Regions from separate parts of the Mus musculus genome. Here region 2 is linked to region 1. Evidence: chromatin contacts called from public promoter capture Hi-C data. All regions are on one chromosome and are shown on one strand. The core of a region is the stretch at or near the end of the contact, and the rest is flanking DNA. Distances in the headings are between cores, read along the strand shown.

Region 1 (5,416 bases), core at 1,488-3,987:
CTAGGACCACATTAAAGGGAGGAAGAGCTGAGTACCAGCGTTCATCTCTCTCTGCTTCTGGATGGTTGGCACAGTGTGAACAGCCACCTCACACCCCTGTTACATGCCTTTCCTATAGAGGTATTTATGTCCCCTTGAACTATGTGTCAAAAATGAATACATTCTTCCTGAAATTGCTCCTTCCAGGTATCCTGCTTCAGCAACAGGGAGAGTCACTAATAATAAACTTATGATCCCATTTACTGAAATTACTTCTATCTAGGGACTATTGGCAAACTGCTCCATTGGGATAGGGGTAGTCAGGATTTCAATTTGTATATCAAGGAGAGAATACAATCTAGGCCCTAGCACTTCTTATATGGCACATGCTAAATTAAGCCCAAGGATGTATAGATAAGCTTATATGTCAGGCGCAAAATGCTCTCAGGGAGTGCATATTAACAGTGATGTGATAATTACAATGCTGTGCTCAGGTCAGATGGGAAGAATGAACCCATTCAGTTAGAGCAGGTCAGGGAAGGCTTTTCAGAGGAGCCTTAGACTCAGCGAGACTTTTGGATGCTGGGAGTGGTTAGAAGTATTCCAGGCAGAGGCAGAATCCCACTGTCAGTGGTCACAGAGCAGCAGCACAGTGGCTGAGCAGAGCCCCAGGTGCTTAGGGGTGTAGGAAGAGCATGGGACCATGGTCAAGGTGGTTTCAGGGAAGGGTACTTTCCTTTGGAGGACTGCACTAAGCAGCTTGAACTTCACCTTGTAGCAGGAATTGGGAACCTGTTACACATTAGACATTGGATCTATAATGCTCCTAAGAGGTTCATGCTTTCAGTGTGTGTTCTAAGCCAGTGGTGGTGCTTGGGGGGCTACGGTATTTTCAGGGTGTAGATTGCTAGCAGTGGGCTTTTGAAAATGATAACTGGCAGCTTATTCTACTCTTATTCTTGTCTGCTTCTGGACACTCATTTGTAAAGTCACCATTGGATACACCAGCCACCGGGAAGGACACAAGCTTGTGAAACTGTGAGCCCAAGTAAACCCTCCTTCCCCTGTTTCTATCAGGTGTTTTGTCAAAATGGCAGGAAAAATAGCTAAAACAATAGATATTGTAGCAGCAGCAGCAGCAGCACCTGCTGCAGCAACAGCAGTGGTGGATCAGTTTTGATTTAAAAGTTCACCCAGAAAGCAGCTGGGACCCTGACACAATGGTGGCTAGGACCAGTTAGAACACCATTACCATACTGTGGTCACAGAGCCCAGAGGCAAGTGTGGTGGGCACTACCGGAGATGGGGAGGGGATAGCTGCTCATCCTATTCAGAACTTAGGAGTTGATGTCAGTGTGGGTAGGGGTAGGAGTCTAGGCAGGATCCCTCTGCTTGGAGACTAGGGAGCCATCAGGGGGAGAGGAAACTCCATGCATGGGGGTGAATGGCAGAAGACTGCGAGTGAAGCACAGCAGAGAGCCCCTGGGACTGGGAAGGCTCTGAGGAAATTATTGTTGGCTTACCTCTATGAGAAAGCGGCAAAGGAATATTGCAAAGTTATCACTATTACGTGCTGTATTTTAGACTAATGTGAAGTAATGTGAATCCTGGGGTGAGTGTGTCTATTGCTCCTGGATTGGGAGGATGCCCAGGAGCTGGCTAAGAGGACTCTGTAAGACTGAAACATTTGGAATAGGTAATTTGCTCATTGAAATCCACTGACAGCATTTTTCCCCCTGTGCAAATATGACCTAAGCTCTTTGAGTCAGAAAAGTTTCCTAATAAATAAATCCTTAGTCATCTGTTGCCAAGAAAATGAAAAGGCTTTGGTATGGAATCCATCAACCTGCTGGCCTTGTTCTCACCCTGAGACAGGGCCTGCTTTTGAACTCGTGATTCATGTAAATGGCTGAACTCGTGATTCATGTAAATGGCACCCTTGGAATTTTGGGTAGGGCAGGGAAACAATTCAGGAGAGCTAGAGAATGAAATTAGATTTTTTTTTTTTAAAGATCAGATCAGTCCTTCCTTGATCTAAATTCTCCATCTGCCCTTTGGTGAGGGTGGAGAGGAAAGCCCAGGTCAGTGGGTTCTGAGCCTTCAGTTGACTGTGACTTTATGTAATTATAACAAACTCCTTTTTTGATTTTCTTCCAAAAAAAATATTTGGCAGGGTTTCAACAGACCGAAGAGAAAGGGGTGGGGGAGAACAAAAAGGAGAGAGAACACAGAGATACAATAAGAGATACACAGTAACATAGAGACATAGACACACAGTAAGAGAGCTACAGATACATAAAGACATAAGACACAGAGAGACAGAAAGGACAAACAGAAAGAGAAACAGAGAGAGCAAGAGAAGGACAAACAGAGAGACAGAGCATGAGAGGGACAGACAGAGAGAAACACATATACAAAGGAGAGACAGAAAGATGAGAAATAAACTCAAAAGCAGATGCATAATGAATTTTAAATTGTGGGCCCCGTGAACTTGCAGCTGACACCTTCCATTAGACAGGTGACAACTTTTCCTTCCACCTTCCTGGTCCTTTCCTGGGCACCCAAGCAAAGGAAAGTAAACCCGCACAACAGAGGCCCCTGCCACATGACCAAGGATCCAGAGCTCTCATCTGAGTCCACTAGGGCAAAGCAAGGCTGAAAGCTCGGGGGGCGTGGTCGGCCGTTCGGGGGCGTGGCCTAGGAGTTGGGCGTGACTTAGTGATGACTCAGCGGCCCCGCCCCGTCCCCGGCCCGCCCCGCCACTTAATTCTGACGCGCGAGGCCGCCGGGTGCGAGAGCCGCCCCGAGCCGGACGGGCTTCTTACTCCGGCGTTGCAACCGCCGTCGGAACCGCCCTCTCGCCACCTCGGTGGCTAAGGTGCCGGGTACCAACGCCAGCAGCGGAGCGCGCCAGGGAGCAGCGCGCCTTTGTGCGAGGTAGGCTGGCCCCACACTTACTTCTCACACAAAGACGAGGGGCTTGCAAGGCGGCCGCCCGCCGGGAGAAAGCGACGGGTGTCTGACCCCGGCCTGGGGGACCCTGTCGTTGGCCTGCAGGGCGGGCTGGGGTATGCGGTCCCTCGGGCGTAGGCGAGCAGCGGGGAGCCTGGTGGCCCTGCGCTGCTTGGGGAGGTCTAGGGTGCAGGGCCCGGGCGGCGGCCCGGATCGAGGGGCGCCGGGGCGGAGGGGCCCCCTGGAGAGGGGGGAATCCAGGCTGCTGCTTGGTTGGTTCATTGTTGCATCCTCGGCCCTGCAGACCCAGACCTTAAGACCCAGGCTGCAGTGGCTGCGCGCCCCGGGCCAGATGCCCGCCTTGCCTGTCCCGGCAGCAGGACAGGGTCAGCGTCCCGAAGCCGGCTCCTACCCGGCAGACAAAGGCGGGGTCGTGCTGCTTTGAAAGGTGGTAGTGACACTGTTTCCTGTCTGCAAGTAACTTTTCTATGTTGGACTCTGCTGTGCCTCTTGGAGTCCGGTCAAGCCAGGGGGTTTGGGTGATGTCAGCGCAGAAGTCCCCACATTTTTGGGGGACTCAGTGATTGCCTCCTGAAACATTTCTGGATGACTGGGAGGTAATCTGGTGTATAAGAGCCAAGTTTTGACATGTGTGCTGGAAGTGAAGCGTCCCCAGCTCTCTTTGAAATGTAGAGAGTTCCTGTTGAGAGGATGAAGTGCACACACCAGCCATCCCAATCCCTTCTCAGATTTTTGTCCAGGACTGCTAAGTGAGGTTACTTAGTCAGAATGGGGGGTGATACTGGAGGCGCCAACAGGGGAACAGAAGGAGCCCTGTTTGGCTTGACTTTCTGAATTTGAGCCTCCCTGCTAACAGGTACACTTTCTCTAGGCATGCTACCTCACTAGCATTTGGACATGTTAAAGTTGCTCTAAATCCTGTCAGAGATGCCTGTCTAGGGACGGTTCCTTAGTGTTTGGAGTTTCAGGCTTTACAACTTTGAATTAATAATCATATATATTTGTGATAAATTAAAAACCAGAAGATAGGTCACTCATGTGGCCACCACCCACACATACCCTGAGGATGAAGGTGTATTTGCTTTATAGGTGGCAGGGAAGTTTGTGTGTGTGTGTGTGTGTATGTGTGTGTGTGAGAGAGAGAGAGAGAGAGAGAGAGAGAGTCTAAATGAACACATTGTTAATTCCTAACCTTTATACTTGTCTAAAGCATGACATTTAATAATGATAACTTTGCAATGTTCCTTTTACTGCTTTCACAGAGGATTATACTAACAACTTGTTTTGGAATATATTTTCTCAGAGCTTTGCCAGTAACTATTTATTCAGAAGGGAGAGGCGGGAAGATGAAGGGAAAGTAATGTGCTTTGCACTTCACTGGAGATAACACAAAAGACTTTATCATGTATATATATATTTGTATGGGTATATCTAAATCTATATCTGTATACACACACATATATCCATATATGGATATAGATAGATATATATCAGGAGTAGCTTGGGACCGTTTAAAAGGTAAATAAATGTTTTTACTGTGAAAAGTTCTGAGAATCCTGAGAAATCCAGGATGGAAAGAGCTGCCTGTAGAAAGACTAGCCGTGTTTTCCATGTGCCTCATGCACATCTCAGAAAGTTTGTGTTGAGAAAGTAAAATATGTTTTCATTACAGTGAAGAGTTTCGAGTGTCTAAAAGGCCATTCAGCTACGTACTTGGCCGGTGGACATCTTTGTCATTACTTATATTTTCCCCTTGTAAAAATTTTGGTCTTTGAGTTCTTTAGTATGCAAAGCAGAAAGAAGCCTTTGAGACAGCCCTTTAGAGGCAGGGTGCTCAAGAGATGATGAAGTATTCTGCAGTCATTTCTGAAGCAGGAGACACCATAGGAGGAGGTTGGGACAGTGTGCTGTCAGGTCCCATTTGCAGTTTTTCATCTGCTTTGGGTTCCTTAATATGCATGCACACTTGGAGTAGTTGCAGGGTTGTCCCCTAGGTGGTGGGCAGAATATTTTGCCCTCCGTAGTGATTTCTGTTGCTTTTCTAGTCATGTACTTCCTAACAGCATCGAGTGGGATGGAAGGTCCAGGAGGAAACAGCCGTGTGCCCAGTCTCATTTCCTACCCCTCTGAGGGCTTTGGGCTGTGTGAGCAGTACAGGCAGCTTGGGCCTCAGCTCAGACTTTAGGAGTCCCATGTAGGGCTAGAGCTGTTGCTGGAGAGCCCGCTCCTGAAGTACATAAAAGACTTGTACTCTAGAGACACACCCAGAGCAATCGAGTTCTTGCCCAGAAGGAAGGCAGGTGCTCTTACTAATTGACTAATTGCTCCGAGTTTTGTTTAAAATGCTGCAAGCAAAGGAAGAAGGATTTTTCATTTTTCAGTTTTGTTTTTTTCTTCTGTGAGACTGAGGGATAGAAAACTTTTTCTTCCACTGAAAGGGGGGACACAGACTGAATACTGTGGC
Region 2 (5,416 bases), core at 2,001-4,500, 2.6 Mb after region 1:
TGTAGCACGTGCTCAAACCCCGTTCCAGAATGGGCGAATATATGTCCTAAAAATAATGGTATGGCATCTGGGAAGGGACTTGGGGCAGCTGACATATGGTAGACGGAAGCGCTGCTGACAGAAAGTCCGCCGGAGCTAGGAAGACAAAGTGGCACATCTGAAAAGTGATCCAGCCTCGTTACAGACTCCTGGCAGACTGTGATGTCTTACTGTGTAGTCAGGAACAGGTTGGCTACAAGCAAGGAGTAGAGGAGATAGTGAGTGGAAACTTCTGTGGTTGAAAAGGAGTTGTTTCTAAGCTTTGATTTGTTTTTGTTTTTGAGTCATAAGATGTTTGAGCATGTGAAAAAATGAGAAACGTTTTACATATTGGGTATTGATACAAATTGGGTACTGATACACCTTTGTATCCTTTGGTCCTTCCTTTCCCTTTCTCTCCTCCTCATTCTTTCTATATTTATTCAGAGGAAGCTCACTCTGGCCAGAGAGCAAAGTGGACCAAAGAACAGAACAGGATGGAAGACAAACAAGTCCCAAACCTCATGGCTTGTATGTTTCTAACATAGGGGCACTTCCCAAGTCCCCCAAAACAGCAATAAGTAAGATCACCCCAGATTGTTGTAACAAACTGTTTGTAACATATGTGGAATTCTACTGTTTGTGATCCTTCTTCTGGTCTGCCATCAATACTTTCTCTTTTAATCTGAAGGACTTTATTAAGGAAAAACTATGAGCCATGTGGATGTGGCTGATTTCATTGACATGTGGTCCATGGATATCCACTGATATGCTTGCTTTCTTTTTATCATGATGAGTTATATACAGTGATATTGGAACTGACTTTTTGAGTCAACAAAACACTCCTAGGGAATTTCAGAAATGACTGTAGTGGGTAAGATGAATCACATGAGGCTTTCCAGAGTCTCCACGGCACAACCCACTTTGCTACTCCCCAAACCTGAATGGACTGCATAGCCATCGATCCACATTGCAAGGTCTCAGTTTACAGGAGACTCTAGGAACAGCGCCTTTGATCTGCAGTTTTGAAGATGAAAGCTAAGGATGCATGGTTTACTTTTGAAAATTTCCCCATGTTCTATATTTTCATGTTCTCACCGCAAATTATACTCTTAACCCTAGTTATTATGGAGTCTTGTGGGAAACTTAAACATGTACTTTTACCTTTGGCAATATTCTGTAAGTATTGTCATGAGTATAACATAACTTTTAAAAACGAAATGCAAACATCACTCTTCCTGTTATGTGATCGGAAAGTTCTAAATGGCTGGCATTTGCAGAATATTCTCATTGGAGATACAAACTGTTTATTCCCCCTTTCATTTTCTCTGGGATTTTGACAGTGAACTTTCCCCCCAGTTGAAGGGGGAATCACATGTATGATATCTATCGTATGTTAGAGGGAATAGGATCACAAGGCGGACATAACTTAAATATGCATTTTTTTTTTTAGGACAGCGGTTGCTAAACGACTACCCCAAGACTCAAGTGTTCCTATTTGTGTAGGTTTTCAGTGAAATTCAGCTACCCTCATTCTTGAATATATTTCTGAATAATAGTACAGACTGCTAAGTCTGAAGTTGGGCCGACAGTGCTGACAGTTAAGTCTAGAATATAGTATTACACTAATATAAACTTCACACACACATCTGAAACTTCTCCTTCAGTTTGTGAAGCAAGCTGTGTCCAGCATTGCCCCTCCAACTCATTGATATTTTTGTATTTGTGGTAAAATTTCTGGATGAATTCTCTTGAGCCTCTGTGGGGTTCCCAAGGTATCCGGAGAGACGGTAACTCAAACGTTATACTTTAATTCAGTAAGTGTCTTTTGGAGGACTTCTGCAATCTTCAAAGCACAATGTAAGTACATGCGTATGTGCATGTGTTGTCATCAAAGACTTGGAAGCTGTAGGCATTGTCACAAATGGAGAGCTCTTTGGTGACTTGCTAATTTTGGAATTCTATTCCTTATATTTGAGTGTTGAAAAAATTCCCATGACCATCCAACTTTTGACCTGATTTTCACCAAACCAACTGTGCCATTTGTACATACCAGAATAAACAAATCAATAAACAAAACAAAACCCAAAGTAGTGTTTCCAAACCTGGTTTAAATGGAGACCTGAATGAAGGGATGCGCGCGCGCCTGTCTGTCTGTCTGTCCAAAAGGCCCTGGGTTTCACTGGTTAATCAGCATTTGAGAGTCAGAAGTGGCCTCAGAGGCCATCTAAGACCCAAGGAGTCACAGGTGTTAAAGTCTGCAAGCCCAGGAAGGGCCAGGACTCTGCCTCTCCTCAATTCCTCAAGGAACACAGTTTGCAGTGAGTGTCAGGTTTCACCAGCCTGGGAAAGAGTAAACGCAGTGCACAGTTGCCAGCTATAGTAATTCTAGTTCCTGGAAACAAGGACAGAAGCCTTTTAGCTACTCGCACACCCAAACCTTTGCTGCTTCTAGTGAATAAATCATTTAACCGTCAGCAAATTACAGTGTTGGGAAGTTTACATCATCCCCTTTTTACATCAGTTCTTAATGGAAGACCGTGGGGATTAAAACTCTTGACACAGAAAAAGCTGACCTAAAGAAAGATGGGCCAGGGAATGAACACTGTTTAGGCAGCAAAAGGCTTGCACACAGTAGCCTACTTAAAGTTGTGCTGATCTGAACTCTTGGCATAAATGCCTGGAAATTGACTGTGTGACCTTGTGTCAGTAACAGAGCCACTCTGTTGACAGATTCACTGTGCACACACTACCAAGCATTTGTTTGCGCGGGGAACAACTCCACGAAGCAGGTACAGTTTCCCTCTCACTTCACGGGTGAGGATACCGAGTCCAAGAAAAACCCAAGTGCAGTAGGCAACGTCTGAAGGCTGGCGAGCGGACGGGCCTCATCCGCGAAAGGCGCCGTGCTCTGCCGGCTGCCCTCAGGTGTCAGACACAGCACTGGTCCCAGCCCGTGAGTAGCTCTGGAGCGATCGCTGGGCGCCGCCGGGTCGGCGGACCCCCTCTTCATGCAGAGGGGCTCGGGCCGTCGGCCTCCGCCCGCAGCCCATCGAGCGCGCGCCCGGCGGGAGCGCGGGAACAGCGCACGTGCCGCCGGGAAGGCAGGGGCTGTCCGCCCGCGCCAAGATGGCGGCGGCCGCGGCCGCAACGGCGACTGTTGGCGGCCGGTGAGGCGGGCGGGGCCGGCGGCGCGGAGGCGGGGTCCCGGGAGAGCCGCCCTGGGGAAGGCGGGGGCCGTTTCCATAGCGGCGGCGGCTGGAGGTGTCGCGCCGGGGAACTTCCTGGTTCCCGGGCTCGGCTTTGCCGGGAGCCTCCTGGAAGGGAAACAATGGGGCGGAGGGCACTGCGGTAGCCGCCGCCGCCGCCGCGCCGGACCTCTCGGCCTCCCGCGACTGGCCGCCGCCGCCGCCGCCGGGACCGCTTGGAGGTAACTTCCTTTTCTCTTCAGCCGCTGCTACAGGGGCTGGCGGGGTCTAAAGGCGAGGGGGCCAGGTCGGAACTGGCTCCGGGCAGCCGGTCGCCGCCATTCCCGGCCCCGGGCAGAGGGCACGCTGCGGCGGCGCGGCCTGGCCCGAGCCGGCTCCCGTGGACCCCGCGCGCCGTGTTGCTCGCGCGTGGGGGTGGTGGTCTGCGGTGTGATTGACAGGCGGGCGGGCGCGCGCGCGGGAGCGGCCGGGCGGGGGGCCGAGAGGGCTCGGCGCTGCGTGCAGACCCCCGGGGAGGCGGAACGCTCCGGCCGCCTTCCTCCCCCACCCCGCGTGCAAGTTTCGGTCCCCGGGGAGACGTGTCTCCCTTGCAAGTTTCAGTTGCGTCCTGCGGGAGCGCGAGTGGGCAGGACCCAGGCAAACTTCGTTCGCTGAGACGATTGCCTGGGATGCCGCAAGAACTTTGGAGCAGCCCCGGGGAGGATGGGCGGGCGGGAGGGAGCTGGAAATCCGTGCGCCCCGGCAAAGTTTTGCTGGCTAGTTTGGGGCTCCGGGAGCGCGGCGTTTCTATAGGGGATGAGCACGGTGGCTCGCAGGTGTTTTAATGCAGAGAATGAGAGAAGTCTTACTCCATGGTGGGACGTTCATATATGTTGAGCATCGAGATCTCTGGGCTCTTCTTTAGGCACACTCCGTATAATCGACAGATACTTTTTTTTTTTTTAAAGATTTATTTATTTTATCTATATGCGTACACTGTAGCTGTACGGATGGTTGTGAGCCACCAATGTGGTTGTTGGAATTTGAACTCAGGACCTCCGGAAGAGCAGTCAGTGCTCTTAACCGCCCAGCCATTTCTCCAGCTATCCACAGATATTTTGAATTTTATTTTTAAAATTAGCGTACAAGGTGTTAGCTAACATCACGGCATTTTCGAATAAAGCTGCGTTAGTAGATTCTTCTGTTCACTCATTCCTCCTACCCCAGATGCTTTTTAAGGAGACTAATATGCGTTGTGCCTTATGGAAAGGCTCGGTGAATTGGGGCAGTACTGCGACACGAATGGAAAAAGTTGTAGGGACAGTGTTCAAAGTATTCTTGCTGGAACAGTTTAGTCGTGGATCCTTCCTTCCTTCTTTCCTTCCTTCCTTCCTTCCTTCCTTCCTTCCTTCCTTCCTTCCCTTCTTCCATTCCTATGTAATTAGATCTATGAGACAAGTTGTTTCATAGCTCAGAAAAGTTTCGCGGTACGGTTGATTGAGATGACTCGTGACCAATTCCCTCCCATACTGAATCTCTGGAAGTTTTCTCGGTGGTGGTGGGAACTAGGGCAGAGTTTTAAATTATTTCCCCTTTCTTTAACTCACCTTAATAATCAGTAAACTGGCATTTAAACAATGACTCACTGCTTTTCTCACCAAGACCCCACAATTAACAAAATATTTCCTAGTTTGTCATAATTTTATAGGTGAAATTGTAAGCATGCTGTCTCGTTCACTCCTTAGTTTGTACTCTCTCCAGGCCATTATGCTGTAAATCAAAATGGAAAAGGAAATTATACTAATAACAGTATTAATTAACTTGTGCGGGGGGGGGGGGTCGGGACGACGACGACACAGAGCCCTAATTGCAAGGACAGGTGCCCTCAGTTGAAGAATCAGGGCACTCCCACAAAGGTATTGAAGAAACATCCTTTGTCTGACTTTAGAGTGTGGTCCTGAGCCCTAGTGCTGTTCGCCACTTTTTAAATCAGACTACTGCTCTAGGTTGGGCTTGGTTCTGGTGAGTATAATCCATCAGTACCCTTTTGCCTTAAATATATATATTTTAAAAGATTTTTTTATTTTATGTGTATGAATGTTGCCTGCATTTTTGCGTATGCACCACACATGTGCTTGTTGCTCTCAAGAGGTCAGAAGAGGATGTCAGATCTCCAGGAACTAGAGTTCTGAATGGTTGTGGGCCATCAT

The links. Promoter capture Hi-C pulls out the DNA fragments that hold promoters and counts their contacts.
Region 2: a promoter capture Hi-C map of pre-B cells shows a contact between it and region 1, with 2.4 times the contacts expected there. The contact joins the promoter of Usp6nl here to the promoter of Fam107b in region 1.

The regions. Positions count from the first base shown.
Region 1 is chr2:3,710,721-3,716,136 of GRCm38.p6, forward strand. Fam107b (family with sequence similarity 107, member B) reads left to right here and starts at 2,738. Exons shown (of 4, transcript NM_025626.4): 1 at 2,738-2,916.
Region 2 is chr2:6,319,507-6,324,922 of GRCm38.p6, forward strand. It overlaps Usp6nl (USP6 N-terminal like), which reads left to right and starts at 3,251. Exons shown (of 15, transcript NM_001080548.1): 1 at 3,251-3,448. A230108P19Rik (RIKEN cDNA A230108P19 gene) reads left to right here. Exons shown (of 7, transcript NR_040333.1): 7 at 466-2,105.